Regions from separate parts of the Mus musculus genome. Here regions 1, 2, 3 and 4 are each linked to region 5. A link is a contact called in public HiChIP or PLAC-seq data. All regions are on one chromosome and are shown on one strand. Each heading gives the region's core, a stretch centred on a gene start, on an enhancer-like site or on the middle of the called end of the contact. The rest is flanking DNA. Distances are from core to core; before and after follow the strand shown.

Region 1 (2,700 bases), core at 118-2,617, 2.4 Mb before region 5:
CCCCACCCCCCCTTTTAGGCTGGTCCACTTTCTAGCACCAGTTGAGATGGAAACTTACTGTGTAGTCCAGGCTATTCCAGAAGTTCTGGTCCTCCAGGCTCATCATCCCCAGTGCCTGGATTACAGGTACCCTGGGACTTGATTCTAGACAAACACCTCAAAACTTCTCTACAAGGAACATGTTGACAGGGTCAGAGGCAGAAGGCAGAAGCCAGCTGAGGAAGCCAAGAAAATAGCGAAGCTGAATTGAGTTTGTGGGAAGAAACTGGATTCTGGACTTACTTTAAGATGCTTAATGATTAAGGACTTCGAGATGGTTCAGCTGGAAGATGGCCTTTGGCACCAAGCCTGTGGGCCCGAGTTCCACCCTGGCACCCGCATGATGGAAGGAGAAAACCGAGGCTCCCAAGGTGGTCTCAGTTCCACACCAAGGCTGTGGCACTGGCACACACCTCCCCATACACACAAAAAATAAATACGTAAAATGTAAATCTGCAGATTAGGAGGGAGCTGGAGGTTATCCAGACCGTGTCTGTTTGTCCTCCATCCTCCTTCCTCTAGCCTTTGGTCCGGAGACGGGGCTGTCACCCTGCCTTTCCAGCTTTAAGTAAGCTGGGTTTCTTCCCCAGTGGCGGCCGAGGCCAGATCTGGGGATGAAAACCAGCTGCGGGAGGCGCCGGGCTCGGCGCGCGCCCAGGCCCCTCCTAGGCGCCGGCAGACACCAATCTTTGGCTCCCCTCCCCCTTCCGCAGTCCCGGCCCCGGGCCCTGGCACGTCCGGCGCGCCTGATACTTTCCAGATGTGGGCCGTGTTCTCCTTCCAACCTGGCCCTGTGAACCCACGAGGGAGGGGGGGCAGGGAGCCAGGGTTCCATACTCCCAACTCCAAAAAGCTATCAGGGTGGCTCTGACTTGTCATCCCAGCTCCCTTGGAATGGCCAATGCAGGAAGGTCGCAAGTTCAAAGCCTGCCTTGGCCACAGAGAAAGTTCAAGGCCAGTCTAGCGCAACTATAGGAGACTGTCTCAAAATGAAAAAGTTAAAAAGGGCCATGGGATACAGCTCAGTGGTTGCTTAGCACATACGAGATTTTGGAGTCTATCTCCGGTACTGCCAGGTGGGAACTATCAGAGGCTGGTATCTTTCCCCACCAGTTTGGCTTCCCAGGGCAGGCTGTGAAAATAGGGTTGAGCTGTCTGCAAAAGAAACGCTTCTCCTTACTCCACCCCTGCCCAGGGTTCCAGCATCCCAGAGAGCCAGAATGAAAAGGAACGTTAAACCCCGCCCTCACATCCCTCCAGGCCACGCCCCATTCAACACACCCCACAAAGCCCCTCCCTTGATCACACCCACAGCATGCTCTCTCCCTATAGGCACGGCCTCCGCCGTGTGGTCCAGCGGGGAAGGCTCCCTCTGTCTCTCTTGTCTCTTGGCAGGCTTGACTCGGTCTCTGAGTGTCTGTCTCCAAGGCTCAGTCTGTGTATCTGTCTCCTGTGGCCTCTCCCTGTGCATCCATCATCTATCCTTCGTCTGTCTCTCTGTGAACTTAGTTCTGTTTCTCTTTGCAGTTCTCACCGCCCTCTGAAGTTCTCTGTCCCATTTTCCGTCCTCTCACTCTGATCCCTCACTACTTTCACCTTCCTAGGGAGCCATCTCCCTCTCTTATCCTTCTTGGGTCCCCCAGATCTCCCGTTTCTATCTTCTGCTGGGCGGACGGGGACGCCTAGTCTTCGCCTCTTCTTCTGCTTGAGCTCCTGCAGCGACTTTGGTTCGCGGGCGCCACCGTGTGGCCAATAGGGAGTCCTTGATGGCGGCGAGGCAAGCAAGCGATGCTGTGGTCTGGATGCGACGTCCAGAGGTGGTGCGACCCACGCCAGTGTAAGGGCACGCCTCAGAGGTGGTGTGGGACGCCAGCAGATGATGTGTGACTGTGTGACAAGGTGAGATTAGGAATGACAAGAAGGGGTTCAGTGGGACTGTTAGAGTAGGTGTGATGTGTGGCTGACCATGTTATACTTGTTACACTTTATCAGCGAGACTGTGGGCCACTGTGTATGGCATTGGACCTGAGAGAGGACCTGCCTGGAGACTGTTCGTAAGTCTGACCACATGTAAGGGTGACCACGCGTGTTACAGAGCGTAGAGAGTCAGGGGAGCTGGAATGCCCAAGTGATCAAATGATCGAATGCAAGAGGGAGGCTCGGGAGAGGGACCTAGTGTGGCCAACTGTGTGGATGTGAGACAGTATGTCTGCCACACTGGTGAGTCCTGAGAAACTGGGTGACCACGTGTGACGCTGAGAGGTTGGCTTGTGTTTGTGACTGCCTGTGCAAAGGTGTGTGATTGTTCTGGGTGGCAGAGGTGAGTTTACAGGGTCTGCGAGACAGGGAATGTTGAATGTAGAAGAGAGAAACAGTGAGTGAGTGAGTGTGACAAGTGTTTGTAGTATAGACTTCAAGGCCCAGCAAAGGCTGTGCCCACAATGGTGTGTGTGTGTGTGTGTGTGTGTGTAAAAGACCATGTTATCAAATGTCAACAATGTATGATACCAAAAGACACTGTGCCGCTATGATAGTAATAACATGTGACACAGTATGGGGAGGGAGAATGTGGGCCACTGTGTATCAGGAAATTGACCAGGAGTAAATGTGACCACACAAAGGCGCTCCTGGAAAGAAAAGCACGTGGTTCTCTGTCACACT
Region 2 (2,700 bases), core at 71-2,570, 3.0 Mb before region 5:
CATCCAGGGCTACACAGAGAAACCCTGTCTTGAAAAACCAAAAAAGAAAAAAAAAAAAAGGGGGGGGCCTGGAACTCACTATGTAACTCAGACAGACTCCAACCTTGCAACCACATTCCTGCTTTATCCTCTGGAAGTGCTGGGAAGACAGGTGTAAGTGACTATGTTTATTTCTTTAACAAGTGTCTTATCTCACATGGCTGTGTGACACCCTTTCACAGCGGGCCCAGTGCTGGGCACCCATAGGTAAGTAATATACTCAGTAAGTTTGGTGACAGTTTGGGTGAGACAGAGAGTCTGTCAAGTGCCGTGAGAGATGTCTACGGCTTGGGAGGAGGAAGGGTCACTGTTTCAAAAGGGAAGGGAAATAAATGACTTTTAGAAAAGGGAAAGGAAACAGAAACAACAGACAGGATGAAATAGGGTGCAGGGGGCTGCCCGGGCATGTCTGTGCCAGGAGCACAGGGCTGCCTCTTCCCCATTTGTCCAGTGCCAGATGGGTATTACGCCAGGCGGGCCAGGTGTTTAAGTTCACGAGTGTAACCCGCCATCAAGCCATTTAGCAGGAACCTGTCTCAGGAGTGACTTTGTGAGCACAGGTCTGGGCTCAGTTTCTTCTGTATGTGACTGGCATGTTTTGTAGGGTCAGCCAGTGCAGTCTAGTGGCTGTGCTTCAGCTATTGCGGGTGTCAGCCTGAGAGTGCTATTTGGATTGGAGTGTGTGTCCCTCTGAACCTGCCAGGAAGTTGTTCTGAGAAGGGGTCAGCCTTTAGTGTAGTGTGAATGCCCTAGGCATCTGGGGACACGGGTTTGTGCGTCGGAGACTGTTTGAATATTGTTTGTGCAACTACGTTTTGGGTTGTCACTGTCTGTGTGTGACCCAGTGAGCCAGTAAGTAAGATAATCTGGATGTCTGGGTCTGTGTGAGCTCGTGTGTCCAGGCCCTTGTCCTGATGTGTATCTGTGCCTCTGGTCTGACTTTGTGTCCCTGTGGCTCAGTCATCACTGACTCAGTGCACCCTGGCGTGCCAGTCCGTTAGTCTGAGCGTACTCCTCAGGTGTGGGTGTGGGTCCCAGTCAGTGTGTCAGTGTGTCAAGCGTGTGTCCGGACACCCTAGGTCTGGGCTGTCCCCACGCTGCTCCTCCTGCCTGGACCAGGCCTCGCCCCGCCCCTCTGGCTGCCGGGAAACCCCCCGCGCCGAGGTAGGGGGCGCGGCGCCCGACTGCAAGCCCCGACTTGTCCCCAGCCGCGGGCGGGGCCCTGGCGTCACGCGGGGGCGGGGCGTGGGAGCCAGCGAGAGGCGGGGCGGGGCGGCCGCCGAGCGAGCGGGGCCCGGGGATCTGCCGGGAGGCCTGAGACGCGGCATAGAGCCACATGCGAGCGGGGAGCCCAGGAGGCGGCGGCGACACCAGCAAGCAAGCAGCAGCAGCGGTGATCCGGACACGAAGACTCCAGAAGCAGCAGCAGTCACTGCAGTTAGAGCAGCAGGAGCAGCAGCAAGGTGCCTCAATAGCAACCCACTCGGCGGGCGAGCCCTCCAGAAGGCAACCGCCCGCCACCCCATCGCCTCCTTTCTCCGGAGTGTTCATGCCCCCGGGGTGAGTGAGCACCCCGATTCCCGAAGCTGCTTACGAGCGGCAAGGCCCGGAGGGCTCCCTGGAGGAGGTGACGGGGTGCACGGGCCGATAGGACGGTCGCCTTGCATTCCCGCAGCTTGTGCCCCAGCTTTCATCACTGGGACTAAGGCTGGGCCAGGCGGGCGGGAAGGAAGCACCTGGGACTCAGGGCGCCCTGTCTGGGCGCACAGGTGCCACAGCGGTCTGGCGGGTTTGTTTACAAACAATGGGGTTCGGGCTCGCCCGCGCCCCCTGGTGGCTAGTGAGACCTGGGAGGAGCGTGGCCCCGGGCTCGCTCGAGTCCCCCGAGTCCCACTGCGGGAGGGTTGGGGTGGGGGGTGGCACCGAGGATCGGCCACACCCAGAGCGCGCGCCCGCCGGGGGCGGCGACAGGGGGCGGCGGAGGCTGTGGCTCCCGCGGGCGGGGGCTGCGCCCCAGCAACAGCCGGTTATTGGCCCCGCGCGCGCTGGGCGGGCGGGGCGGGCGCACGTGGCGGCGTCGAGGGGGGGGGCTGTGACAGCGGAGGGGCGGCGGGGACCGCGCGTGCGGGGCTGTGGATCTGCAGGTGTCTCGCCTGGGTGTGTGTGCTCGTGTTTGGCTCCCGAGTTTGTATCCCTACACCGAGATGTTGGCGTTTGTCACCCGGAGGGGTGTCTGCGTGAGTCCTTGCCCGCGTGTCTGCGGGGTGGGGTGCACCTGTCCGTTTACGGGTGTGGGTGGCCACCCCCCAAACCAGAGTTGTATACGTGTGCTCTTAAGGGGTGAAAAGGGGATCTGTATCTGTCGCTTGCCTGGTAGTGTTGGTGGTGGTGGTGCGGACGACCGGGGCACTTGAGCTGTGTTTGTGTGTCGCTTGAGTGAGCTGTGTTGCTGTGCAGGGGTCTCGCCCAAGTGTGCGCTGCGTGTGTGTGTGTGTGTGTGTGTGTGTGTGTGTGTGTGTGTGTATGCGCGCGCGCGCGTGCTGTCTCTGGGTGTCTCCAAGACAAGCATCTGCTGTACCCAGCTTTTGGGATGGGATGCCACCCAGTGCCTGATCGCTCGCTGGGTGACTTCTGAGCAGCAAAAGGCACACAAGGCACGCT
Region 3 (2,700 bases), core at 126-2,625, 2.5 Mb before region 5:
TGACAGCAACTGTTACCATGACAACCTCTTCTCTAGACTCATGCATCCTTTGGAGCTAATCCTAAACATCCCCTATCTTACAGGACCTGATTGCTAGGATCATCAGACTGTGGGAGATTGCCCTGTTATAGTAACCAGGGCATGGATTTAACTGTTTCTCATCTCCCTGGAAATGGTCCAGGCCCTGTAACCATAGCAACTGTCCCACAGCAGCACTTGTCTTCTAAATAAAAACACCTGGTTGGTTTATCCATGGACTTTCCATAAGGGAAGGGGAGATGGTTACCATGGTAATGGCAACTGGGTTGGCTGGGGGAGGAGTGGGACAGAGGCATTCCTCTTAGAGGAATGTCTTTGGGGCTGGGCCTTTTTTCTACCTGAGCTCTAGGTGAGGGGAGGTTGCTATAGTAACTGATGAGGATAGGGTCAGAAGAACCACCAGGGACTTGGGTTACCTTAGCAACCTCCTCCTAGTGCAATGATAGTAGAGGTTTGGGACTCCACATATGCAAACTGGGAAGGGGCCTCCAGATTGGATAGGGTTATTATGACAACCGACTTCCTCTGGTCAGAGCCCACTCCCCACCCCAGGTCGTCTTTTTTGTTTTTTGTTTTTTTTTTCTTCACTAAGTGAAAGAGATGGGGGTGTATTTGCATTTGGAGGGGATAGGACTCTGACATTGGGGAGAATGCAGAAAAAAAAGTCCGGTCTGGTCTCTCGACCGCAAAGGAGACAATTGCGAGGGACCCTGGGTCCTTTGCCTACGTAGAGGCAGTCCCTCCCCCTCCCTGTCAGCACCCCCGCCCGCGCGCACCACCGGGGTCGACCCGGGTGGGTGGGCGAGGCTCGCGCCCAGCCCCGTGCTTGTCCCCGCTCCCCTCGCCCGCCCAGCGCGCGCGCGCGCGCACACGAGGCGGGGGTGTAGAAGTGTGAAGCTGCGCGTCCGCGCAGGCGCGCGAGGTACAGCGGGCGCGCGGGCCGGCCCCGGGGCCTCCATGATGGAGGAGCGAGCGGCCGCCGCGGTCGCATCGGCCGCCTCCTCCTGCCGCCCTCTGGGCTCGGGCACGGCTCCCAACCCGACGGCGGCGGCCCCGGCCTCCAGCCCTGCTCCTGGGCCCGGCCCGGTAGGAAAAGGAGGTGGCGGCGGAGGCAGCCCGGGCCCTACGGCGGGCCCGGAGCCCCTCAGCCTGCCGGGGATCCTGCACTTTATCCAACACGAGTGGGCACGCTTCGAAGCCGAGAAGGCCCGCTGGGAGGCCGAGCGCGCCGAGCTGCAGGTGAGCGCCACCGCTGCCCTCCCGCGCTCCCCGCCCCAGTCCTGCCCGGCCCGGCCTCGCCTCACCCGCCGCCGCCGCCGCCGCCATCTTGGAGCAATGGCCGCCGGGACGGCCGGGAGGGGGCGGGCAGGGCCGGCGACGGGCCGGCGGCGGGGTCCTCGGGGCCTCGGGGCGGACGCGGGCCGGGACCGGTCAGAGGATCTGAGCAGGGCCGAGTCTGCCGGGAGCCGCGAGTGGGAGTGACGAGCCCAAGCCCAGAGAGCCTGTCTGGGCGATGCGACTCGGGGTTCCCGGGGGACAGAGTGCTGAGAAAGTGGATGGGGTCTGCGCGAATAAATATGCCACGCCTCGCCTCCGGATCCTAACCAGATGCTGGCTGTCAGGGTGGAATGGACTAGATGTCTAGTGGGGTGACACACTCTTAACATCCACTGGGTGCAGGGAGTGAAGAGAGGAAGACTGGAAGCTGGCATGGGGTACCTTGGGGGAGTGGCTGGCCCGGAGCAATTGAAAGGTGGGAGGAAGCTTGATAGGAAGGGGTCCCAGGATGAAGTGTGTGGCCTCCTGTCCAAGAAGGACACTTTGGGCACGTGTGGCTACAATGTAGGGACACATTGGGATCGTTTGGGTGGAACCACGGAGAGGGTAGAGGACATGTTTTGGGCTCCCCCAGGAGAGCTTGAGAGTGGGAAGCGACATTTTGGGTGCTTTAAGGAATTAGAGTTCCGTTATGAAAGATTTGAGGATGTTAGGTAGAAACCCCTGAACTGTTAGGGCGTTTGTTGGGTATATTCAGTGGGAAGACAGGAGCGTCTGAGATGCTGCACACGGTGAAGAGGGATGGAGGTGCCTTTGGGTGATGAGTAGGGGGAAAAGACAGCACGAGGAGGGACTCCGTGAGGGAAGTGATTGTGTAAGGGCCTCTAAAGGGACTTGATGGTTTGTGGAGAAGAATGTGCCAGGTGATGGCTCGTGGAGTAGAAGTTGGGCTGGGCTCTGTGACCTTGAGCTAGGTACTGCTTGTGGGGAATCAGAAAGGTGAGCACTTCAAGGCCTTCAGGGATGGGCCCCCAGGAGTCAAATGGTTCCTAGGCTGGGATGTTATTAACAAAAACAGTCAGCGCTTGGTTTCTGGCAACCCATCTTTCTGTTTCCAATGTGCTCTTTCCTGTCAGATTGAAATGGAGCCCCAAATAAGTGACTGATTCAGTTTTTGTCCATGGGATGAATGCCAAGAGCATTTGAATTTTGTGTATGTAGCTCCCATCCCTGAGAGAGAAGTCCTTATGTAAGTGCTCCTCGTGCTGTGCCCAACTCTAACTCAGGCTCTTTCCCAGCATACATCTCATCAGATCTTCTCAATACCCCATTATGTAGGCAGGGCCAATGTCATTACCTCACTCAGCAATAACGACAGCAGCT
Region 4 (2,747 bases), core at 33-2,532, 2.9 Mb before region 5:
CGGCTCTTTCCGGACTCTCGCCTCGCCCCCCCCCAGGGGGGGGCTTCTCCCATCCCGAAGCGCTTCGGCTATTTCCGGCTCTCCCGGCCTTCCCTAGCCCCGCCCCCACGACCACCCTTGGTCCTTTAGGTGGGTCTCTGATCCGCTCCGCGTTGCTGCAGTGACCTAGATCTTCCCTCGGCTCTTTCCGGCTTTTTTCAGAGTCTCGTTAATCTCAGCTGTGTTCGGCTCTTTCCGTGCCCTCTCCTCCGCCTCGCCCTTCCGCTTCGGCTCTTTTCGCCGACTTTCGGGCGGGCTGGCTCTGCCCTTCTCCACGTGACGCTCCTCCGGCCTCTCCGCTACCCCCTCCCTCCACGCCCTTCCTCCGGCTTCAGCCTCCGTGCTTGTCCCGGCTGTGCCGCCATTTTGTGTGAATTCCTGACCGCGGCGGGGGCCCGGCAGCTGGGGCATCTAGGGCGGGCAGACAGTCGGCCCATCTCCATAGCCCGATCCCTCTTCTCCCCGATTTTTTTTTAACCATCCCCCCTGCTCGCTCTCCTCTCCCCCCCTTTCCCTTCGCTTGCTCCGTCGCGCGCGGGCCCGCGCTAATTACACCCAACCACCCACCAGTGTCCGTGTCCCCCGGGTCTCAGGCCTTGGGGGGCCGCGTGTGTGTGTGCGTGCGTGTGTGGCGGAAGGGGACCTCTCGTCCCGATGAGGGTCCCGTGCCCGTGAGCGAGTGACCTCAGGGCCAGGCTGCGGAGAAAGCAGGCGGCGGGCGGCCTTGCCGGGGCCTAGGCCTCGCGGCCTACGTGGAAGTCGGCTCAGAGGTGACTCCGAAACCGAAAAAAAAAATACTCGATATCGATCTATGTATCTATATGCCCAGTTCCCATCAGGAGGCCCCGGAGCGCTGAAGTGTGCCCCTCCCGCCACGCCCAAGCAGTCCTTTTTGGTGCATTAACATCCCCTCCCCCTCAAAGGAACGATGGAGGCCGTGCCCGGGACCCCCCCGCCGCCGCCATCAGAGTCGCCACCGCCGCCATCGCCACCGCCGCCATCAACGCCTTCGCCTCCTCCGTGTTCCCCCGACGGCCGCGCGGCCACCCCGCACCTCCTCCACCACCGCCTCCCGCTCCCTGACGACAGGTCAGGCCCCCCGGCCTGGGCCGGGCAGCGTCCCCCGTGGGAGGGGGGGAGGAGGAGGAGGAAGGGGACGGCCGCCATGTTGGGCCGGGCCGCGGAGGAGGAGGAGGAGGAGGAGGAAGGGCGGGGTCGGTGGGTGTCTCTAGCTCGCTCGCTCTTTCTCGCTTCGCTTTCTCTCCCGGCCTCATGCGTTGCCCCCCCTCGCGGCGTTCGCCCGCTCTCCCTCGCTCTCGCTCTGTCTTTTTTTGGGCGCCATGCTGAGGGGAAGGTGAGGAGGCGCCCCCCGGACCCCCCGCGCCCGCCGGTCTGTCGGTCCGTCCGCCCGCCCGGGGCACGGGCCGCCAAGGGGGTGGGCTTGCCGAGGCCCATCAGCCTCCTCGGCCGCCCCTGCTCCGGGAGCTGGCCGTCAGCGGCCTGTCGCCTGGCTTCGGGGAAGGCTTTTGGGGGAGGGGCCCCCGGATTCTCTTGTTTTAGGGGCATCTCCAGCTTGCAGCTCCTCTCTTAAGGGGTTCGGAGTTGGGGGTCTTCCCAATCCCCTACAGTATCCTTTCTCCTGGGGGACGCATACCCTGTCCATTTTGGATAGGTACCCGAGTCTAACGGAGGCAGAAAAATGGGGGTTTGGATCAGCCTTCGCTCTTTCGTTCTAAGGAGGACTCCTTAGGATGGGGGCTCTGGTGCACTTTTAATTTTTTGGCGGGAGGTATTTTCTAGCTTCTCCCTAGAAGGCAGGCAGGTAACGGGTGCATTTCCAGCTCTTTTGATTAAATCCCCTGACCTTCTTTGGAAACCCTATTGGTTTTTTTTTTTTTTTTGGGGGGTCCCTCTCTTTTTGTAGGTAGGTGACAGTCAGTGGTGGAGGGTCCTTAGTTTTAAGGTTTTTGTTTTTTTGCGGGGGGGTTGTATGAAGGTTGCTTTTCCTGCATTGGATAGTAGAGGAAGTTGGCCACCGCTTTCTCCGGGCATCGCCCCCTCTTTGGGGCAAAACAGGGTGCAATCGCCCCCTTGGGAGCAAAGATCTCCCCCGTGTGCTTTGGCAGGACGTGAACTGTGGCGCCTCTTGTCCTCTAGTGCGAAATGGGTTCCCCACGCCCTTCTCTGGCGGGTGATAATGGGACCAGCCCTGCGTGTTTTGAGGATGAGAGGTTTGGGGCCATTTTTGCCCTGCTGGAGCCGAAAGATAAGGGGTACATAGTTTGCTGATTCCTGGGAGCTGGAGTGAGTAGGTTTGAAAATAGGTGGGTTTCAGGGAGCAGAAAAGCTAGTCTTGCAGGCGGGGGTGGGGGTAGGGTGGAGAATGCGCTAGACAGAAGCCTCGCTCGCAGCCGTCAGGGAACCGCAGAGGACCCCTTCAGACCATGGGTCTCAGCCCTTTCTCCCCACTCCCACCTCCTGTTCTCCCTTTCTCCTTCACAGACCCTCCTTTGCCTTTTAAAAGAAATGCCACCCACATTCAAAGACACAGGTGCAGCAGTTTGGTGAGCTTTTTTTACAATTTTTTTTTTCCTGTTTTGTTCTAATTAAATGTATCGTCCTGGGAATCGCAGCCCTTCGCAGTCAAGGAAATAAACAGATTAGCGGAGGTCTGTTCGCTAAGCCCACGTTGGGCTTCCTGGTCCCCT
Region 5 (2,816 bases), core at 266-2,765:
TGGGGGGGTGGGGGTGGCTGGGGCTGAGAGGAGGGGAGGCCTCTGTCAGGCCAGGCCCCGCCCTCAGGTGAGCCCAGGAGTTCAGGGCAAGTCCCAGGGAAGACATACAAAAAAAAAAAAAAAGAAAGAAAAAAGAAAAAAAAAATCTTTGTATCCCCCTCACCTACAAGATTAAATTCCTAGGAAGAGAGCTGGAAGAAGCTAGTGAGCCTGGGTCCCTGAGGGAGAAGGCTATGACCTTGACGCTTTCCAGCGCCCCCTCCTCCAATCCCACGGCCTGGGGAAGGGGGTAACACCCAGCGACATTGAGCCCAGGGGGAGGGACTGTGGTGTGGGGAAAGCAGCTGGCCACAGTGCTCACTCGGGGGCCCGCCCCCCACACCAGCTGTCTCGACAGGTGAGTCAGGAAGACAAAGGCCCCCCTCCCCCAGCTGCTGCGCCCCCTCCCTCCCCGGCCACCAGGTTGGGGGGGGGGGACCAGAACCGTCCTCTGGCCCGGGGGTCCAGGAGCCGCCCTGGGCCTGGAGTGCTCCAGGGCCCTAGGACCCAACCTGGTTGCCTAAGGGGAGAAGAGTCCCATCCAGACCCTCTAGGCCCCGTGGGCCAGATTCCCAAGAACTCCTCCACAGGAGAACCTCGGTGTCCACCAAATTTAGGAACATCAAGAAGTGCCCCTAAAGTTAAGGACCGCGATTCCACTCTGGGACTCTCATCCAGTGCCCTAGACGCAAGGATCCGAATTCCAACCACAACCTGAGACTCAAGAGTTTTAGGGCTAGGGTTCTCTAGCCAGCCTCCCACCTGGTTTTGAGTTTGGGGGCGGTAACTCTGAGCCCGCTTATACTAGATCATCCCTGCGAGGATCTGACTATCTGAGAACTCAGAGGTGCTCCCCCCAAAAGTCTTCAAATTCTGAGTCCCGAGAGCGCCCCTAAACCTGAAAGCCATCAAGAGAACCTCAGCCGGCACCGCCCCAAGCCTTTAGGGAGTAGTGTGGAGAAACGGGGTGTCGATATTTAGAGATCGTTCCAGAAGGCACCGGCTCAGATCTGGGACGCCCAAAGCGCTGTGTCCCCTAAATCTAGCCCCAAATGCGCTGGAGGGGGGGAGGGGGACAAAGGCGGGGCGCGGAGCCGGCTCCCGGCTGGGACCCGGCTGGAGGGTTCGGGGCTCACCTCATGGCTGCGCGGAGGGCGGGCGGCGCGCCCACGGGGAGTGCTCCCGGGGCGCCCCTGATTGGAAGTGCAGGGGTGCGGGGCTGGCTCCAGGTTCTGCTCAGTCTCTCTCGGGGTCCCGCCCCATAGAGTCCAGCTTCCTGGGGAGAACGTGGACCGGGCCGGGGCGGGTCTTCAGGCGCCTCCTCCCACCGGTGTTCTGATGTGCTGGGATCCCCTGCGATGGAAAGCGGGGTGCAGCGTCCGAACCTCGCCGGCGCACCCCCTCGGCCGGCTGCACCTACGCGGTTACTCTTACTACTGTACTCTCTTTGCTACATTTCGTTCCAAAATTCCACTCCCCGTACCCACAATTCCCTGCGCCTTAAAGGGGCCGTGGACGCCTCCAGGCGGGGGATGGAGAGCGTTTAAAAGGCAACGCGGAACCTTGGGCTTCCGCAATTGCACTCCTTTCCCGGTCTTGTGGCGTGGGGGTGCACCCTGAGCCTCACTCCGGAGTTGGAGGGGAAAGCTTGGTGGAAGAGACAAGGGGCCTTTCTTTGATCTCTAGCTGTCTCCACTATCAAATTCTTTAGTAGAGATCTGGGGGTGTAGGTTCTCCACTCCAACTCGCTCCGTGGACTTCTCAGTTTATTTTTTGGGGGATGGGGGTACCCTTGGTTAAGCAAGGGATCTCATCAATTTCCACCTTTAAGTAACACTTCCGCACTTCTCTTCCCCAGATCTCGCTTCTCAGGCCGAGCCCCACCCCTCGCCGCCCCCCACCCTCCCGGGGAAGGTGTGGAGGAAGTGAGCGAGGGGGCGCGGCGGGCCGCTGACTCACCGCGGCCGGGTCGTGGTTGGGGTGGGGGCGGGGGTAAGGGTGGGGGATAGACTAGGAGCGAAGGGTTGGTGGTGAGACCCCGATCTGCTCCCCACGCGGGCCCAGCTACAGCTTAATTTTGCCCACGGAGGGTAGTAGGATCGTCCCAACAATCCGGCAGGCTCAGAGGCCCGGAGACCCTCCTCTAGAGCCCCTTCCCCGCCAACACGTCCGGGCTGAGTCGAGCCCCCCCTCCCCCAAGCCTTCCGCAGTGGGACCCATAGGCCCCGCCCAGAGTTACATCATCATGCAGACACGCCCCTCCCGTAGAGCTCTACCTGGCCGGCTGAAAGGCGGTAACTCTAAGAAAATGGCAGTTCCTGACTTACTGATCGAGAAACTGAGGCTCAGAGACAGGGAATGGGTTTAGCTTATTTGGGTCCCCCCGCTCCCAAACTCACGAGAATCAATCCACGTGGCCTTTGGCCAATCCATTTCCTGGATGCTATGCTGGCTCCCTGTTGTCCTTCACTTGTAAGAACCTCAACCTTCAGGCCAAACTCTTACAGTAATTCTGCTCTAAAAAAATCTAGTACACCAGTTAGTTGTCCTGCTCAAACCAGGAGGCTGAGGCAAGAGGATCACGAGTTTGAGGCCAACCTGGGCTACAGGGTGACTTTAACGTCATCTGAGGTTATATATTTAAGAACAAAAGTGGCCTGTGGAAGTAGGGCAGCAGTTAAAGGGGGGGGGGGGATGGAGAGATGGCTCAGCGGTTAAGAGCACTGACTGCTCTTCCAAAGGTCCTGAGTTCAAATCCCAGCAACCTCATGGTGGCT

The links. HiChIP or PLAC-seq counts read pairs in DNA pulled down with a chosen protein or histone mark.
Region 1: an H3K27ac HiChIP or PLAC-seq map of bone marrow-derived dendritic cells shows a contact between it and region 5, with 15 times the contacts expected there. The contact joins the promoter of Gng8 here to the promoter of Vasp in region 5. A contact is called at or near these places in 2 of 39 promoter capture datasets (cranial neural crest and hippocampal neurons) and 3 of 115 datasets of contacts at active chromatin or transcription factors (acute myeloid leukemia, bone marrow-derived dendritic cells and stem cell-derived neural progenitor cells).
Region 2: a contact with region 5 is called in an H3K27ac HiChIP or PLAC-seq map of bone marrow-derived dendritic cells, with 8 times the contacts expected there. The contact joins the promoter of Bbc3 here to the promoter of Vasp in region 5. A contact is called at or near these places in 2 of 39 promoter capture datasets (hippocampal neurons and liver) and 3 of 115 datasets of contacts at active chromatin or transcription factors (bone marrow-derived dendritic cells, embryonic stem cells and large pre-B cells).
Region 3: an H3K27ac HiChIP or PLAC-seq map of embryonic stem cells shows a contact between it and region 5, with 6 times the contacts expected there. The contact joins the promoter of Fkrp here to the promoter of Vasp in region 5. A contact is called at or near these places in 5 of 39 promoter capture datasets (the HPC-7 cell line, cranial neural crest, embryonic stem cells and 2 more) and 6 of 115 datasets of contacts at active chromatin or transcription factors (embryonic stem cells, fetal liver, large pre-B cells and 1 more).
Region 4: an H3K27ac HiChIP or PLAC-seq map of thymic regulatory T cells shows a contact between it and region 5, with 12 times the contacts expected there. The contact joins the promoter of Zc3h4 here to the promoter of Vasp in region 5. A contact is called at or near these places in 9 of 39 promoter capture datasets (3T3-L1-derived adipocytes, the HPC-7 cell line, cranial neural crest and 5 more), 4 of 115 datasets of contacts at active chromatin or transcription factors (embryonic forebrain, kidney, large pre-B cells and 1 more) and 1 of 9 other capture datasets (liver).

The regions. Positions count from the first base shown.
Region 1 is chr7:16,890,419-16,893,118 of GRCm38.p6, forward strand. It overlaps Gng8 (guanine nucleotide binding protein (G protein), gamma 8), which reads left to right and starts at 1,368. Exons shown (of 4, transcript NM_010320.3): 1 at 1,368-1,938; 2 at 2,032-2,093.
Region 2 is chr7:16,308,263-16,310,962 of GRCm38.p6, forward strand. Bbc3 (BCL2 binding component 3) reads left to right here and starts at 1,321. Exons shown (of 4, transcript NM_133234.2): 1 at 1,321-1,599.
Region 3 is chr7:16,815,357-16,818,056 of GRCm38.p6, forward strand. It overlaps Fkrp (fukutin related protein), which reads right to left and starts at 1,376. Exons shown (of 3, transcript NM_173430.2): 1 at 1,344-1,376. Strn4 (striatin, calmodulin binding protein 4) reads left to right here and starts at 533. Exons shown (of 18, transcript NM_133789.3): 1 at 533-1,278. The coding sequence starts at 997.
Region 4 is chr7:16,399,914-16,402,660 of GRCm38.p6, forward strand. It overlaps Zc3h4 (zinc finger CCCH-type containing 4), which reads left to right and starts at 1,283. Exons shown (of 14, transcript NM_198631.2): 1 at 1,283-1,393. The coding sequence starts at 1,380.
Region 5 is chr7:19,270,339-19,273,154 of GRCm38.p6, forward strand. Vasp (vasodilator-stimulated phosphoprotein) reads right to left here and starts at 1,516. Exons shown (of 13, transcript NM_009499.3): 1 at 1,176-1,516. The coding sequence starts at 1,180.